3 separate regions of the Mus musculus genome follow, and all the other regions are linked to region 3. The links are chromatin contacts, called in public HiCAR-type and HiChIP or PLAC-seq maps. All regions are on one chromosome and are shown on one strand. The core of a region is the stretch at or near the end of the contact, and the rest is flanking DNA. Distances in the headings are between cores, read along the strand shown.

Region 1 (2,700 bases), core at 149-2,648, 2.4 Mb after region 3:
TTCCATTTGTCCTATGGGCTAGCTATCACATAGGTAAACAAGGAGACAGGTAAGGTTAACAGAAGCCCTGGGGAACTTGACTGTCTCGTAGGTTTCTTCAACAGTGGAGCAAAAGGAGTGATCTGAGCTTTGCTAGATTCAGGGGCTGAGAAAAACTGCCTGCAGTCCTCAGGATTCAGAGGCAAATAATGAAAGGAAAACGACATGACAAGTGTGTGTGGGGGGGCACTCGGTCTTATTTGTTAGACCAGCTCTCCTGTAGCTCATGTTGGCGCTTCTGCTTCCACTGTCACACGCAGGGGCTGCGGATGTGTAACTCCATCAAGCATGGCTGGGAAGAGTTAAATTCAAAAAGAGTTAAATTCAAAAGAGTTACTGATTTATTGGTCAAAATAGTGTTATTTAGAAAGATGTGGGTCTCCAGACCAGCAGCATCTGCCCCAAGAACTTCTGGTGTGGGGCCTAGCAATTTGTTTTTACTAGCCTTTTGGGTTACCACCCTGTGGAACGATAGAGTCCAGAGCCGGGTGGTAATTTGTTTTTTTTTTTTTTCAAAATGCTTCAAAGCTATCCTTTAAGATGATTTAAGGTGGGTCCCACAATAGTATATATGTATGTAGGTATGACTTATTTTAGAGAGGTTTGAGACTTGGTCTCATTACATAGTCCTAGCTGTCCTTGAATTCACTATGTAGACCAGGCTGTCCCAGAACTCACATAGATTCACTGCATCTGCCTCCTAAGTGCTGTGATTAAAGGTGTACACCACCACTCAGGCTTTACAATATAATTTATGTTGTGAGTTTGTTCTAGTGGTTCTCTGCCTTCCTAATACAGTTCCTCATGTTGTGGTAATCACCAACTTTAAAATTATTTTTGTTGCTACTTCATAACTGTAATTTTGCTACTGTTATGAATCATAATGTAAATATCTGTGTCTTCTGATGGTCTTAGGCCACCTTTGAATCCCCAAAAGGGTTAACCACAGGTTGAGAACCTCTGCAAACAGTGTTAGATTTCCTACCACTGCATAGAAAGGAGTGTTGCATCTCCTTGGTTTCTCACTTCGGAAGCTATCCATTCAGTCTTTCAAACTTACGTTGCAATAATGCTGAAATCATTTTTTCTACTGTGGTTAAATACAGACGCCAAAATGTGTTGTTTTAAAACATTGTGACTGTGCAGTTTAGTCGCATTGATTTACATTCAGGCAGGAAACTTTTTTTTTTAAGCGGGGGCTTCCCTTATTTGAGTATTTTGGGGTCAATCAGCCTGTCAGTGGCAAGTCTGCGGCTCCCCCGGGTGGGTTCGCCGCAGCCCAGAAGCTCAACGCTGCCCTCTGCCGAGCATCCGGGAGATGGCGGTGGTGCAGGGCCGCGCGGGGCCAGCGAGGGGAGCTGCAGGGCAGCTTTTCCAGGGAAAGCGGCTGGTCGTCCCCACTAGAAGCCACTCTGCCTTTTGTTTGTTTTGCTGCCGGAGGCCGCGGAGCGGCGGGTTCCTGCTGGATGCCACGCGCTGACGGGTGTGGACTTGCCGGGTTCGCCCGCTCGGATCCCACTGCCCTTGCCTGCCGGGCCCTCTCGGGTGCACGCGCCGCCGGGCCGCGATCGCCGCCAGTAAGTGGGGCTGGGGCTAGGGCTGGAGGGCTGCACTGCGACCTGTCGCTGGGTGCTGGGCGGTACCGGCTGACCCGAGCGAACTCATGGCCGGGAATGAGGGGCTGTGGCTTCTCAGTGGACCCGCCACGGTCTTGCGGGTCTCCTTTGCCGAGAAAACTCCCGAGCCCGGGGCTTTTGATGGGTGTGTTTATCTTTCAGTCTGAAGGAGCGGAGCACCCTGGCCGACTTGAAACCTCTTGCGGGTGGGTTTGTGGGTGGATGGGTGCTGAGGACTTGGGATTATCATTTGCCTAACTAGGCCCTTGTCCGTCCCACCCGGGTCTGAGCAGCACACTTGCTCGCAACCATTTTACTCAAGATTATCTTTTACTCCGGCTTCTTTCTTTCCACTCAAACCAGATGTTTGGAGGAGGATGTTGAAAGATTTTTTTTTTTTCAGAGAACAACGTTTATTTTTTATTGTTAACCTTTTAAAAGTTTGATACTAGCATGCATGGCTTGTACAGGAGGTAAAATTAATGCATCTTTCTGCAGAGGAATGTATTCATTTCCATTTATTACTAAGGAATGGCTTTTACTAAGTCTGAGGGAGATTCCACCCTGGATTTTGCCCACCTGACTGATATCTGAGCTAGCAAGACTGTTTGTTTGTTTGTTTTATAATTTTGAGCCCAGCACTCTTTGTATTGAGAGGAGTTTGATAGTTAACAGTTTTCATTTCACCCATTTCCTGGTGAGTCGGGGCTTCCAGGTGTGTCTCAATAATGAATGGAGCTGCATATGAAATTCTTAAAGAGCTTTAAATCAGTGTAGTTGACATATAAATTATTTGCAAGACCTGTGCCTTGACTCTGTGCGTAACTGTTACAGTAGCTAATGTATGCATAAATACGCACATCTGAAATAGTTTCTGAACAATTTGGTAGATTCTTTAAGGCCCTCTACGAGCCTGGACTTGGAGAACACTGTAAGTCAGAGTAGAACCAAGGACAGTGCTGGGAGTGTTTAACTTAGGATGACATCCCATGGACCCCCTGCCTCTGGGGTGCAGCCTTCCAGTGTCCACACACACACACACACA
Region 2 (2,703 bases), core at 154-2,653, 2.5 Mb after region 3:
GCTTAAAGTTACAGCCTACCTGTCCTGGGTGTTTGCCTTTTCGAGTGTAATAGCATTTGTCCTAATAACATTTTTTTAAATAAATAAATTTAAGCAGGGACTGGTAAATAGGCTCATGCTCTTATTTCCAGAGTTTGGGAGGCAGGCAGATCTCTAAATTCAATGCTACCCTGGTCTACAGAGAAAGTCCCTGAACAGCTAGGGCCACACAGAGGAAACCTGAAACAAACAAACAAGTAACTAAATAAATGTTTAAAACAAGAGAGAGAGAGAGAGAGAGAGAGAGGAAGGAAGAAGGAAGGAAGGAAGGAAGGAAGGAAGGAAGGAAGGAAGGAAGAAAGAGAGAGGTGGGGTAGAACTGTTCCCAGACAGAATCTTTGTTACGACTGCTTGGAACCTTCACCTGAACTCATATTCTCTCTCTCTCTCTCACACACACACCTTTTAAACATATTTACATCTCTATTTACATCTATTAACATAACAGAATTTTTAAAGATTTAAAAAATTTTTAATTAAAAAAAAATTTTTTTCCTGTCTCTAGCTGCATAGTCGGCCATCAGTGGAAAGAGAGGCCCTTTGGTCGTGCAAACTTTATATGCCTCAGTACAGGGGAATGACAGGGCCAAGAAGTGGGAGTGGGTGGGAAAGCGTGTGGGGGACTTTTGGGATAGGATAGCATTGGAAATGTAAATGAAATAAATACCCAATTAAAAAAATAAAAATATATATTTTTTTTAAGTTAAAGAATAAAATAAAGTTTTAAACGAAAATTAAATTGCAGGAACTACAAAAGAAAGGCAGACTGCCACATGCAGCGCCTCATTTGGATGTGTCTGGAGTCTTGGAAGCTTGACTACCCTACGTTCTCCTACAATGGACCTTGAGAGCTTGTTTGGAGGTTCTAGCAGGGGAGCGCAGCTACTCGTATACCCTTGACCGAAGACCGGTCCTCCTCTATTCGGGGAAGGTCGTCCTCTTCGACCGAGCGCGCAGCTTCGGGAGGGACGCACATGGAGCGGTGAGGGAGGAAGGGGACACCCGCCTAGCCAGCCAGATCAGCCGAATCAACCCTGGCGATCAATGGGGTGACAGATGTCGCAGCCAGATCGCCCTCACATCCGAGAGTAAGCAGGCTCTTGGTAGGTATATAAGGCCATAGAATTTTGTAACTTTACACATGTGGTGACCTTATGTAGCCGACTGTACTTGATATTATAACAAATCCTGAATCCGTTTTAGGGTTAAATAATCCTTTTTATACTCGCTTCGTTCTAAGTTTAAATTAAAATACTTAAATTTAGGATGTTTTTACTGTTAACCAAAATGCTTTGGGGCTATGCAAAATACAACAGTTTGGATTGGTTAAACCTTCCGAAGCCCCGCCCCCGACGGCCATGTCTATTCTACGGCCCGGCTCTGCTCCTGGCCCAGGCGCCCGTGTCCGGTGCGGTCCCATACGAGATGGGTTCTCTGCCTTCGGTGCGTGTCGGCGCCTCTGCCAAGGCGGAGCGGACGGCGAAAGGTAGACCCAGCGCATCTCCAGCTTCACGAGACTCACGCGGCCTTCCGTGGGCCGTAATCGTCTGTCTCCCTCTGTGGCCGAAGTGACACACCGAAGCGAGTAAAAAGCTAATTCCTAGAACAGTGTGATGCACCCGGCCCTCCGTTGGCTTCCCGTGCCCTTTGTAGCTAAATTTGGAAAATCCTGAGTTTCTCAAAGTCCAAGAACTTTATAATGTGCACTGCTAGGCTAATACCTTTACAACGAATGCCCCCCAGCTTCCCTGAATCGGAATGTGAAAGTGACACACTGAAAACCAAGGCTAAGGGTTCTGTCCTTTCTTTCACGTGTTAAAATGGTGGCATCTTTTTAATGCGCGAGGGAAAACGCAACAACAATAATAAAACACTCCTCCCAAATCCTGAACATTCAGTTATGTCCAGAAAATTGGGATGAAGATAGGACTTTGCTTTACCGCTCTGTACTGCGTTCGGGTTTTTTGTTTGTTCGGTTTGTTGTTTGGTTTTTGGTTTAGTTTGGTTCGTTTGTTTTCCAGAAAGGCCGAAAGCCATCGTGACGTCGAGGCACAAGCTCCACTGTCCTAACAGTAGAGGTCGCATGGAGTTCGTGAGACGGGCATTAGCTGCCGCTGGAGCTGTACCCAGCCCACCGTATTTTCACAAATTAGCCAGACAATACGCCTTCTCTTCGCATCACTACTGGTCCGGGTCAGCCATAAGATCCTTCCTGTTAGGGACTTTTCTTTGAACTAAGATGTAATTAACGGGATTCATTACCCCTTTTAAGTTACCCTTGGTTTCTACGAGGGATAACAGGTAATAAGGACAAAGGGAAGTAATGTAAATTTTGTCAGTTTTATTGATTATACACCCTCTAGGTGAATTTTCTGTACCTGCGTTGCACGGTTGGAAGCCTTGTTTCCTGGCCTGCGAGTGCAAGTTTTGCTTTTGTTCTATTCTTCAGCTTCCTGTGGAGATTTTCAGATACAAGCAAACAAAACATTGCATAACTCTGTGTGCAGCCCTTACCCGGATGTGTGCAGCTTTAGGGTGTGCTTGGTATGTCTCCTGCCTCCTCTTGGTTTGTGGGAGTCTTTCCTCCTAACATAGTTTCATATGGGAGTGCCACGATTTGGTATTTATTTCCAACGGGTAAAGGTTATCACACCCACCAAAAAA
Region 3 (2,700 bases), core at 46-2,545:
CTAATTGTGAGAACACAGAATTAGTGGAACCAGATTTATCATCTTAGTTTTTGTCAATTTATTATTAATGTCTTGGAGTTTATAAATGTAAAATGGCTAAAATATCACAAGGAAACTACAGTAAGTGACAACAGTGAATAAGATAACATAGGAGTTATAATTTTACATCTGACCTACCTGTTCATTCAAAGGTCTTTCTGCACTTAATTCTCTATTATGCAGGGATTTGTCTAGAATAAATACACATAAATATAAATTTAATTGTGCATTTGGGTGGTCAAATATGTTTCCTATTAAAATAAAAAACACAATGAAAAAAGATTTTTTGGAGAAATAATTCTGAATGTTATAAAATAAAATTTATAGTAGCAAAGATTATCAATTGTATACATGGTGAGTTCCAAAGTTGGTATGCTTATTATATTATTGCATATCCTGAATTAAATGCAATCACACTTTTATTTTCTGATCAGAAATTTAACATATAGTTCTAATTCTTAGCTTATTAGCTCTTTTCAATTGGAAACATACTATTTGGATTATCATTGCTGGTACATTAAAAGAGATCATCATATCCTGCATGTGTAATGAGCAAAAAAAAAAAAAAAAAATCCTAGCCACTTTAAGCACAGGTACTCGCTCCCCTTTTCAAAATAAGACCATGTTATCGCTCTATTATTTTAAAAGTAAAGGAGAAAGAAAAATCCATCTTCGTTCTCTGAAGTCAAAACCGTGTATATTCTGTCAATATGCACGATACGAGATCTGCTGAGAAAAACTAGGCAGGGCGATTTAGAGCTCACGGGTCACATCAAGCTTTATCTTGGCTGGGCCAAATGAAAGAGAACTCTAAAGCAGAGCAATGTCCACATACCTTGGCTGCCTTCGGGTTTGGGGAAAGCTTGAATTGGGCCGCTGTTGAGCACCAACACCAGTATCCAAGAGCCGGTCCAAAGGAACCCCATTCTTTCTTGCTCTTCTGTGCTTTGCTGGAAAGAGCTTGGCGCTGGGCCCCTGAGCTGTAGCTTTTGTTATGAATGAGAAGGGGAGTTAAGAAGCTGGAAGGGACAGGAGCCTGGGTGCGGGAAGGGAGAGGGTCTGGGCGCCTCCGGCGCAGTTGCTCCGGGCTGGAAGGAGGATGCAGGCTCTTCTGGCGCCCAGAGCAGGTGAGCAGGTGCGGTAGGCGCTGTCCGCCCCGCGGGTGCTGAAGTTCCTGCGCCGCCAGCGGACGCGGGCCTGGGCGTAGCTTTACTCCACTAGCTCCAGGAGAGGAAATGAGGAGGAGGCGCATGCTCCATGCAAACCAGAGGCGTGAGGATGGCGTCAGCGACCCAGCGCTACTCCAATCCCGCGGGAACGGAGCGGGGGAGGGGAGACAGGCTTGCTCGCGTATTTTCCTTGCCGCAGTCTTGGGTATGTTTCTACGTCGGAGTCGGGCCGGATTGCAGGATTGCTGGACGATAGGCATGGTTGCTGTACCTCAAGGGTTAAATGCCCTCTCTACCCGTGAACTTGTCAAGGAGACATGGGTAATCTTTGTCTAATTTTGATTGTTATTCTTCTGCAGTCTCTACTCCAAAATCCCTTCCTGCTATACTCAAAATTCTGTTATACCTTTATATTCTACTATAATCAAAATTCTGTTATAAACAAAAGATATAATTCTATCAAACCTTATAAAGACCTGCCTTTATTGATCTGTGTTGACAGTCTTTTGATGCTCTTGCATCTCAGCTCCACAGGAGCCTTTTGATTAGGAAAGCGCACGAATATTATTTCAAATACATTGTGCATAAAACTTCACTCTCACATAGTTAGAGAAGGAAACAAAACAAAACAAAACAAAACAACCCGTTTGTCCCTCTTGGAGCGAGAGTCCTCACCAGAAATATTCAGTTTTGTTCTCTTTCTTCTAACCAAGTAGGAAAAATAGTGTGCTTTTGTGACATTCTTCCCCGGGTCTAATTTATACCTGAGGATCTTGATGTTCTGAGAGTCTTTCAAGAAAAGGGAAAGCCATGAAAAATACTCCTCTCCTCATAAGCAAGTCAGAGGGGTGCTTCCTATAATCCGAGAATATCCTGGAAGACTGAGGTCATTGCATACAATTTACTATCCAAAGACTTTTAAGTGGTGAATGCGAGTAGCATAATGTGAGCGGGGTGCTGAGCAAGCTCTTTAGTCTGATTTTTAAGCAGAACTTGGATCTTTCCCTTTCAACTGCAGCCTGCTGAGAACCCAGCTGAAGAATGGCCACAAAGAAGGATCCAGCACAATCAGGCCTTTGATTTCTGGCTCCTCCCTCTCATGGACCAAGTTACTTATTTAAATACATGAAAACAAACAAACAAACAAACCCACTGACAAACAGATTTCCCTTTCTGGAGGTTTTGAGTTTAATAGTCATGCAAGTATTTCAGTTAAGAATCTAAAAGTCCTTTTGTTTCCATGTGAATCTTTTTTAAAAATTGATACATTAAAATCTGTTACAGAGTACTTCAAATCTAGCAGTTACTTCAAAACGAATAGATCTTTCTCAATGGTGGGTAGCACAGTATCATTATCCTGGTATGCTGCAGTCTTAAAAATTAACTCATGGGCTAGAGCAATGGTTCATTGGGTTTGCAGAGGACCCAGAACCTACATAAATGTAGCTCACAACTGTTTGTAATTGCAGCTCCAATCCTCTTCTGGCCTCTG

The links. HiCAR-type assays count read pairs that join an accessible place to other places. HiChIP or PLAC-seq counts read pairs in DNA pulled down with a chosen protein or histone mark.
Region 1: an H3K4me3 HiChIP or PLAC-seq map of embryonic forebrain shows a contact between it and region 3, with 13 times the contacts expected there. The contact joins the promoter of Cilk1 here to the promoter of Scg3 in region 3. A contact is called at or near these places in 1 of 39 promoter capture datasets (hippocampal neurons) and 3 of 115 datasets of contacts at active chromatin or transcription factors (astrocytes, embryonic forebrain and forebrain).
Region 2: a contact with region 3 is called in a HiCAR-type map of astrocytes, with 3 times the contacts expected there. The contact joins the promoter of C920006O11Rik here to the promoter of Scg3 in region 3. A contact is called at or near these places in 1 of 39 promoter capture datasets (hippocampal neurons) and 1 of 115 datasets of contacts at active chromatin or transcription factors (astrocytes).

The regions. Positions count from the first base shown.
Region 1 is chr9:78,111,840-78,114,539 of GRCm38.p6, forward strand. Cilk1 (ciliogenesis associated kinase 1) reads left to right here and starts at 1,399. Exons shown (of 14, transcript NM_019987.2): 1 at 1,399-1,616.
Region 2 is chr9:78,174,511-78,177,213 of GRCm38.p6, forward strand. C920006O11Rik (RIKEN cDNA C920006O11 gene) reads left to right here and starts at 1,404. Exons shown (of 4, transcript NR_040401.1): 1 at 1,404-1,525; 2 at 2,061-2,232; 3 at 2,489-2,583. It overlaps Rn7sk (RNA, 7SK, nuclear), which reads right to left and starts at 1,123; the gene lies at 792-1,123.
Region 3 is chr9:75,682,761-75,685,460 of GRCm38.p6, forward strand. It overlaps Scg3 (secretogranin III), which reads right to left and starts at 1,296. Exons shown (of 12, transcript NM_009130.3): 1 at 875-1,296; 2 at 178-230. The coding sequence starts at 965.